Linked DNA regions of Rattus norvegicus: region 1 is linked to region 2. Evidence: chromatin contacts called from public Hi-C data. All regions are on one chromosome and are shown on one strand. The core of a region is the stretch at or near the end of the contact, and the rest is flanking DNA. Distances in the headings are between cores, read along the strand shown. Region 1 holds the start of St3gal5 (ST3 beta-galactoside alpha-2,3-sialyltransferase 5). Region 2 holds the start of Ptcd3 (Pentatricopeptide repeat domain 3).

Evidence for each region. Hi-C and Micro-C count contacts between places; a contact is called where the count stands out from the background.
Region 1: a Hi-C map of liver shows a contact between it and region 2, with 2.2 times the contacts expected there. The contact joins the promoter of St3gal5 here to the promoter of Ptcd3 in region 2. A contact is called at or near these places in 2 of 12 Hi-C or Micro-C datasets (liver and mammary epithelial cells) and 1 of 1 datasets of contacts at active chromatin or transcription factors (oligodendrocytes).

The regions. Positions count from the first base shown.
Region 1 is chr4:105,690,153-105,694,703 of GRCr8, forward strand. St3gal5 (ST3 beta-galactoside alpha-2,3-sialyltransferase 5) reads left to right here and starts at 2,688. Exons shown (of 8, transcript NM_001398713.1): 1 at 2,688-2,859. It overlaps LOC102556495 (a long non-coding RNA gene), which reads right to left and starts at 2,573. Exons shown (of 2, transcript XR_353381.5): 1 at 2,344-2,573; 2 at 1-2,000.
Region 2 is chr4:105,505,692-105,510,008 of GRCr8, forward strand. It overlaps Ptcd3 (Pentatricopeptide repeat domain 3), which reads right to left and starts at 2,291. Exons shown (of 24, transcript NM_001134718.3): 1 at 2,138-2,291; 2 at 532-584; 3 at 394-430. The coding sequence starts at 2,241. It overlaps Polr1a (RNA polymerase I subunit A), which reads left to right and starts at 2,614. Exons shown (of 34, transcript NM_031772.2): 1 at 2,614-2,739. The coding sequence starts at 2,663.

The sequences.
Region 1 (4,551 bases), core at 1,438-3,937, 180 kb after region 2:
CTGGAGTTACAGGGTTGTGTCCACAGCCCCCTCAAGGACCTTTGTGATTTGGTGCCGTAATTTGTTTTGTTGTAACAAGGTCTCCTGTAGCACAGGCTCACATCAAACTGGCTGTGTAGCTGAAGATGACCTTGAACTTCTGATCCTCTTGCCTCTACTCCTGGACACTGGGAGTCCTTCCATCCACATACCACCTCACCCAATTGGCTATGTTGTCTTGATCAGTGATGGGCAGTCTTGTTCACCTTTTGCATCATGAGATTATTATACAAAAATTTTGACTGTGGAGGGTCTCTGAAAGGGTCCCAGAGAGATTAAGGAATACACAGACTATGGCCAAAAGTGAGACAAACTTAACAAAATAGGGTGTTGCAGCACACAAGGGGGTCAGAATACCCTGTCATTAGATTAACTAAGGTGGTGAATGCAAAAAGTGAATTTAGGAAGTAATAGTTGCTGCCTTTGACTTATTAGCAGTTCTACTGCATGCTAGTCAGAGTCTGGAAGCTTCTCTGAGGCCACTCAGTAAACCTTTGAAATCTAGTATCTGATCCAAGTGTATTCTTTGGAGGACTTTGGGAGCAGGTCTTATTTTCCTTCACTAAGTGTGAACCAGGTGACAGAGCTCGTTAATACTTAAAACAAATGTCCCATGAGGCTAAGACAGGAGGCAGAGTTCACATCTTACTCTTCATTAACCCCAACTTACACCTACCCTTGCAAGGCAGGGTTCTTCCAGCTTCCAGGACAGTCCTTACCGCTAAGAGGGTGGGGTTCCTTACTGGGAGAGGGTGGGGCTCCTTGCAGGGAGATGTGGGAGAGAACAAAGAAATGTCAGAGCATCTGATCACATACACAGGCCTCAGGCTGGTCTCCCATAGGCGGAGAGTGAGGTGCTCTGCAATTGCTACAGCTGTTGGTCATTCCAGGCCGCTAGCTACTGTCTGACCAGTCTTGGCCGACCCACGGGCTTTAACCTGCCATATACCAAGCTTTCTTCCACTTTTTTTTTCCTTTCTAGAATATTTCCAGTGCCCCCACTTTAAAACCGAGATTTGTCGCTTTGGATAGCCGTGAAAATAAAATCCACCTACTCTATTTTTTCCTGCTTTTTTTTTAACTCTTGGCATTGACAACCTAGATAGCATCCCTCCACCCCAAGGCGTCCCTGCTCTGCTCTCCACCCTGGGGAAAGAACAAAGATGTGTGCAAACCAGCTGCTCTGAGCGAGCTGTTGAAAGAAGGAAAACTGGTAAAGGCTCTTGGCTCAGGGTCTAGGATCCTCCTCTTCAAAATGAGAGGGGGTACTGTTCAGTAAAAGATGAGCAGTGCCTGATGGAGCTGGGAGAAAGGGTTCTAAAAGCTAGATCAAGCTTTCCTCCTGTTTGTAAAAGCTGAAAGCTTTCACTACAAAGCTTCAATCTTTTTAGCTGACACACAGCCCTAAGATCTATCACGGGACCTTGAGCAGCCCCAAAAAGGAGTTTGTTGTTCAGTAACCAAGAAAACCGGAGCTGTATCTTGGAAAGTGTGCCTCCTGATTGTCGGAATGCCCCTTTGTGGTTAAATGTTCTTGAGGTTGAAGGCAAGCTATTCCAATATAACAGAAACGAAGGCGCTAGGGCATTTCTCACACACATATGCAGTAACAAAGGGTCTACATCCTCAGGAGCTTGGCTTCATTATAATATCATTTACTTTGCGGTTTGGATCCCTTTCTTATCGGCTTCTCTAGAGGATCATGGGAAGAAATATCCTAAAAAGGAGATCTAGTCCAGTTTTAGGCATCTTTAATGCACTACGTTTGGGATTTATTAAACATGTTTTTAAAAATTGTATTACATTTCCTTTCCAGAACAAGGTGTGAGAGACCAGAGGGTCAGTAGCTTTCAGACAAATGGGATTTGAGTGCTCCAAGTCCAAGTTCTGTTCCTGCTTCTGTCCCCAAATGACTTTAAAGCTACTCACCCTCAGCCCCACGCAGACCTCAGTTCCCTCTCCTGCAAAAACAAGTTGGTTTGTTTAGGTAACTAGCACAGTAACAAGCATTTAGCCCAATCGTTCTCAACCTTTCTAATGCTGCCACCCTTTCCTTTAATACAGTTCCTCATGTTGTGGTGGTAACCCCTGACCATAAAATTATTTTCATTGCTACTTCATAACTGTAATTTAGCTACTGTTGCGAATCATAATGTAAATATGTGTCCTTGGTCTTAGGCGACCCTTGTGAAAGGCCGTTCCACTCCAGGTTGAGAATCGCTGATCTAGCTTGTCCTGGTGTTTGTCTCCTGGGACTCAGGACCCAGGACCAGTGGGCAGCTGGCGAATAAAGCACGTGATTACCTCAAGTCCCTTAGTTCCACGGCTCCGATACTTAATTGGATGCTCAGTTAAAGCCTATAACCGGTCCAGAGCCACCTTAGGTTCCCCGGAGCGTCTTCCACCATTTAATCTCGCACAAGCCTGGAGTTGAGATCTCCCCTTGTCCCAGGCTGCCTGGCGCCCCCAAGCCGCGTCTTGGCTGACAGCGCCCCGCTCCCTTTCCACTAGCAGTCGGAGGGGGCGGGGGGAACAGCTCGCTCGGAGGCGGGGCTGGGCGCACTCTGATTGGCCTTCCGCATCCTCGTGACCCGCGACCCCGCCCCCGCCTACCCCCACTCCCCTCAGCATCCGCGCTGGGGAACGGACTGTCCGGGGCTGAATGGGCGCGAGCGCGGCGCCGGGGGCGGGCTGGGGCGCGGGGCCCGGGGCTGGCCGCTTGCCAGCGCTCCCTCCCTAGCATGCGCACGGAGGCGGCGGGCGGCGCGGCGCGGAGGCCCCAGAAGCCGCGAAGCCAAGCAGCGGCACCTGCCTGCCGAGGTACGTGGCGCAGCCCCCAGTCAGCAGAGCGGACCTCGGGGAACCCAGGCAGCAGCGATCCGCCTTTGCCCACTCATACCCCAGGCCCAGCAGCTCCTCCCCAGCCCTGAGACGCCGGACGCGCCTGCGAGGGGACGCCGGCGGAGGGTCGCGACCCCGGGCCGCCTATATGGGCGCCCCCGGCGCAGCCTGTCGAGGTGTGAACGCGGTGCTGTGGGTAAGGACGACCCGCCCCGCGTGGCAGGTCCGGCCAAAGTGGCCCTCTTCCGACACATCGCTTGGTTCTGGGACTTTAATTCATTGCTGGAACCTTCTGAGCCGGCAGAGTCGAATTGGCTCAGTGTCTCCCGTGACTACCTTGGGGAACCTTGTGCAGGGTCACTAGTGGCTCCTGAACCCTTCTGGGGCATCCTTGTGGGTAGACGTGCGGTGTGAAAGTGGGTAGATTTCTGCTGGTAGAAATTCACTGGTGACCTTCGCTGCCCCCTCTCTACGGCCAGTCCTGCTGAGGAGACACATTGGGGCGACCGTTTTTTGGTTTTTTGGAAATTTTAAGCTGTGGCCTGCCAAGGGGGTGCGTTCGTGGTGCGCTGTTTTGTTTGTTTTGCAGAGAGGGTGTTAGAGAACAATTGGTAGGACCCCAGTAAATCAAAGCGAACTCTTGTCCCTACCCCACATCAGTTGGATGACCTTGGCAGACACTGATATCCTCCTGTGGGGAGCTTGCTCTCCAAGTCCGTACTGGAAGACTTACCCAGCTGATGGCTGAGGTCTCTCCCAGGCCAATGGGTTTGTGGTTTTTAACCATCATTGAACTCTGCAGAATCACTAGCTGACTTGGAAATGAGATTTAGAAATTCATTTATACCTTTTCGTCTTAATTCAGTCTCAATTCATATTTTGCCTCTGCAAAATTAGGTGTCATTTACTTAAAAGGAGGAAAAGGCGGTTTTATGTGTTGTGCTTTTTCAGGGACCGATGGATTGCAGGTTCCTTCAGCCAGGAACTGGGTTTTAGACTCACAAAGGAAGGAGACTCACACTCATCTTCTGCCCTCTGGTGTCTAGCCAAGCCTTCCCTTGGTTTATGACTGTAAATCCTCTTCTACCTGAAGCCCAATACATGCTGGAGCTGGGAAGAGGGATCTATGTCTGTTGAATGACCAGAGAAGCAGATTTTGGTTTCTTTTGTGTAATTCCATATCCTGACAGCTCAGAATGGTTTCTAACATTGCTGGTTGCAGGGCTGGGATCGTCTGACTTCCGAGTGTTTGGTCAAGAGAGTATTAGTATGAGCTGAGTGCTGAGTCTCCTGACAGCCATATCTGCTATGTGGTCCACGCTGTGGCTGTAAGGTGGACATTCTTAGTTAGGGTTGATGGCGTTTTCCTTGAGACTTGAGAAGAAATTGAGATGATCGGGGTTTTGCTAGCTGTTTTTTTGTTGGTTGGTTGGTTTGGTTTTTGACTCAGGGATAGCGTGTAGCTCAGACTGGCTTTAAATTCACTGTGCATCCAAAACTGGCCTTGAACACTGATCAAAGTGCTGGGATTACAGGCCGGTACCAACATGCCTGGCTTAAGCAGTAAGAGGAGGTGTGATGTGGCTTCTGGAAAATGGCGTGCTGGGGGGCTGGTAGGAAATTCTAAAAGCACACATTTATGTCGATTCTGAAAATTCACTCAGCTTAACA
Region 2 (4,317 bases), core at 1,041-3,540:
CCCTATTCTTGTTTAAAGACAGGGCGTTATCATATGAACTCATTAGATAGACTTGTCCTTAAATGCAGAGATCCCATCCGCTGCCTCTTGTGTGCTGAGACTAAAGGAGTCTGGTACCTTGGCTAGCCACTGTTCCTCCTCTTGTGCAAGGGAAACAAATGAATCTAATGATATTTATATAATGATATTATATAGCCACTAAAATCAAAAGTATTACACAAAAAGTATACCTAATAGTTCAATTATAAACTAAATGTATAGTTTACACATAAAAGTGTATCACAAGTAACAGCCAACATAGTATTTGTCTATGTGCTAGGCACTGTTTAAATCCTTATGTTTCATTTACAATAAACATCCAACCACTTGCTAAATAAATAGCAAAATACTCACCATGTTTTCTTTTTTGGAATGACTATTTCTTCAATCCCTTGCAGAGAAAAAATGAACATAATCAGTTTTCTAATAACACAAAGAAATACAATGTCTTTTCATTTAAAAAAATTCTATTTTCCATAGTTTTAAAAATACCTGTTATATCTGTTCCTTCAACCTTTGGGAGGGATTCACTTCCAGGATAAAATCTGCATTAAAAATAAAACAAATCCTAATGTTAGTACTGCTCAGAGCTCATCTCTACCTGCACGCATACATTTTGAGCCCCATTTTCTAATTACTGTGGGTCAAACAGACTAGGCTGTATACCTAACATCAACATGTACTGGGAAGATACTGTCAAAACAGCATGTTCAATGCATATATAACAGGCAGTCAAGATTGATTAATTCACTGCTTTCTGATGTTAGAAATCAAACCAGAGCCTCAACTATACTAGGCAAGCTCTGGATCACTAAGCTACAGTCTTAAACATGATTTAAACAGATTTAAACATGTAATCTCGTTACCGAACAATCCAGGTTAAAAAGGGAAAATTCAATAGCATTGGAACAATCTGAACAGCTCATTTGAAATACAGAGAAATGAACCTGAGTTGAATCAATTCAGTTGAGTTGTTTTTATTAGACACTACCCAGAAAGCAAAAGCCTACCTCACTTAAAGCAATCAGAACAAAGCTAAGATCACTCATGGCTTTATTATAGTCCACTACTTTTAATAATTAACAATATACTAACAACTTAAGTCTTTTAACCACTATGATCTCAGAACCTCAAAAATTATTTTTGTGCAGAATAGTTTCAGAATATCATATTCATGGATAACTTCACACTTAATATCCTAAAATAAATCCACAAAGATTAAGGTATTGTTTTACCTATTTTTAAAAAGCTTTTATTATTTTGTGTGATTGTACCTCCATGGCCACACAGCAACTTTGTGGAGCTGGTTTTCTCCTTCCAGTTTTCTCTACAGTTCTTTCAGACAGTTATTACTACTTAAAATTCACTCTAAAGATTTGTCTACTATCAGCCAACTGAATATAACACTAAGCATAAGTTTTTATTGGATAGATGATTTTAACTCAGTAGTAGTGTGTAATTAGCTCATATGAAGTTTTAACTCAGTAGTAGTGTGTAATTAGCTCATATGAAGTTTTTGGATCAATATACAAAAATAAATTGAGTTTACACTACCTCTAAATGCCTCTCATACTTCCACCAGGCCACTGTATGAAGGATGTAAAAAGAAATTACATTATGTCCTCAGCTGTAATTATCACAAGATGGAAAGGCTGTGGTCAGACGTTTTTAAGGCTTTTCTGCTTTTTACTAAAGCCTAATCTTCTCAGCTTAAGTTTCTCATAATATCCAGTCCACGATGGTAATAGCCTGTCCTTTATTTAGGAAAGATCTATTTGCCCTTTCCTTTTGGCATAGTTAAAATGAATATGGGAGGGAGGTTAAAGAAATTTGTGTAGGGGTTTGTAGAGGTACTCAGGGGAATGTAAACTTCACGAGAACAGGGCCCTAGTTTAAAGGGCAATTTTAATTCTATATCGTACTACAGTCAACCAACAAAAATCTCCTGAAACAATACTTGCAGTTCAAATCTTATTACGCCGCTACCTCGTGTTACCCTTGAGAGCGCGGGGCCTGCAGCATGCAAATACCTTTGCATCTCACCTACTTCACGACTCTCAGGGAAATGCAAGACGGAACTTACTCCAGGTCTTCTTACCTGCAACAGAGCTTCGGTTCATACACACCCGTTTCCCGAGTGGTCCGCAGCAAGACAAGACCGCTGCGAAAGGGCAAACAGCGAGCAGCCGCTGCCGCCGCCATCTTTGAACTCCTCGCAGAGCACGTTGGGAACGCCCTCCGCCTACAGGGTCGAGAGGCGGGGCTGGCGTGGAACATCTCATCTCCAAATGGGTGGTTACAAGGTCATGTTTGGTAAGACTAACAACGGAAGGTTCAGTACATATTATTCACCTCGAACAAATTTACCTGAAATGCTGTCCTAACGTCTCCTGTGTAATTTTGTTTTTAAACTGAATGAGGACTTCGAGACTGTTTTTTTCCACTCCTACCTCACCCCGAAAGCAAAAGTGAACTCGTCCAAGCCATTACGGTGGGCCGCGTTTCCCGCGCGCAAGCGCAGTGGAAAACACATGGTGGCTCTGCGCTAGAAGCTTGAAGTGGAGTACTCCCTGGCTGACTGGAACTTCTCTCGTAGGGACGAACCTCAAAACTGACTCGGAAGATGCTGGCCTCCAAGCACACGCCATGGCGGCGGCTTCAGGGCATTTCCTTCGGGATGTATTCGGCCGAGGAGCTCAAGTAAGGGGTTGGTGGGATGTGTATAGAGCAGGGTTGTGGAATTTGGAGCCGGGAACTACGATTCCCAGAAGGCTTTGAGCGGAGCCATTCCGGGGAGCAGGGGTCTGGCTGACTCGCACCTGCGTGCTTGTAGTGGGAATGAATGCTCTGAAAGTGGGGTTTTCTGCCTTGCTGAATTTTCATACGTTCATCTTCCTCATTAATTAACTAGTTTTATGTCAATTATACTCTCATTACTTCACATGCTTATCAACTTCCTAATTAGTCTCTCCTGGTCCAAGTGATGATGAACTTTTAAATCTTGGATCAAAACCCCGGTTATGGGGTTGGGGATTTAGCTCAGTGGTAGAGCGCTTGCCTAGGAAGCGCAAGGCCCTGGGTTCGGTCCCCAGCTCCGAAAAAAAGAACCAAAAAACAAAACAAAACAAAACAAAAAAAAAAACCCGGTTATGAAGCCCTGGGGGCTCTTCTTTAATCCTCATTTTGATCACGATAGCATACACACTTCTCAGACTTGCATTAAAAACTCAACTTGCGTTGGGCGGTGGTGGTGGTGTACGCCTTTAATCCCAGTGTTCCGGAGGCAGAGGCAGGAGGATCTCTGGTTTGAGACCAATCTAGTCTACAGAGTGAGTTCCAGAACTGCGTGGACAGAGAAAAACCTTGTCTCGAAAAGTCACATCACACTGTGGTAACATCACCACTACCCCCACCTCTAGAACACTTAACCCTGCAAATGCAAGCTCCATATATAATCAGTCAGCCTTCATTTCTCTGTCCCTGCCGCATGGCAACCATTTTTTTCTTTTTTCTTTTTTCTTTTTTTTTTTTTTTCTTTTTTCTTGTTTTTTTTTTTTTTTTTTTCGGAGCTGGGGACCGAACCCAGGGCCTTGTGCTTGCTAGGCAAGCACTCTACCACTGAGCTAAATCCCCAACCCCCATTTTTTACTTTCTATTTCAGTTACTCTGACTGTTCCTATTCAAATAAACAGAATCAGTCAGTGCCTGTCTTGTTGTGACTGGCTTATGCACGTAGCATACTGTTCTCAAAATTATAGATAAGTAGATCAGAACTTATTTCCTATTTAGGGTTAAGTAAATAATAGTACATGGTATATATACATGCCATTTCATCAGCTCATCCACTGGTGGACATTTGGGCTATTTCCAGTTTTTGGCAATTGTGAATACTGCTTCTAGTAAGATGTGTGAACATACCCAGACTCAGAATTCCTGGTTCAAACATTAATGCCATTTTTAGCTTTTTGCAGAAGAGTTAATTCTGTTTTTCATAATTACCGCACCATCGTAAAGATTTCACTTTCTCCACATCCTTCTAGTGTGTGTGTGTGTGTGTGTGTGTGTGTGTGTGTGGTTTTGATTATATAGTAATGGGTTGGGGGTGTATCTCAGTGTAGTTTTGATTTGCATTGATTTGAGGATGACAGGTGGCTTTTCATGTTTTTCTTTTGAGCATTTGTGAATATTCTACATACTATGAATATTTAAAACCTTCACTACCTGTGGTTTTCAGGAACAGCAAGGAGGCCAAGGTGACTGGAGTAAAGTGAAGTCAGA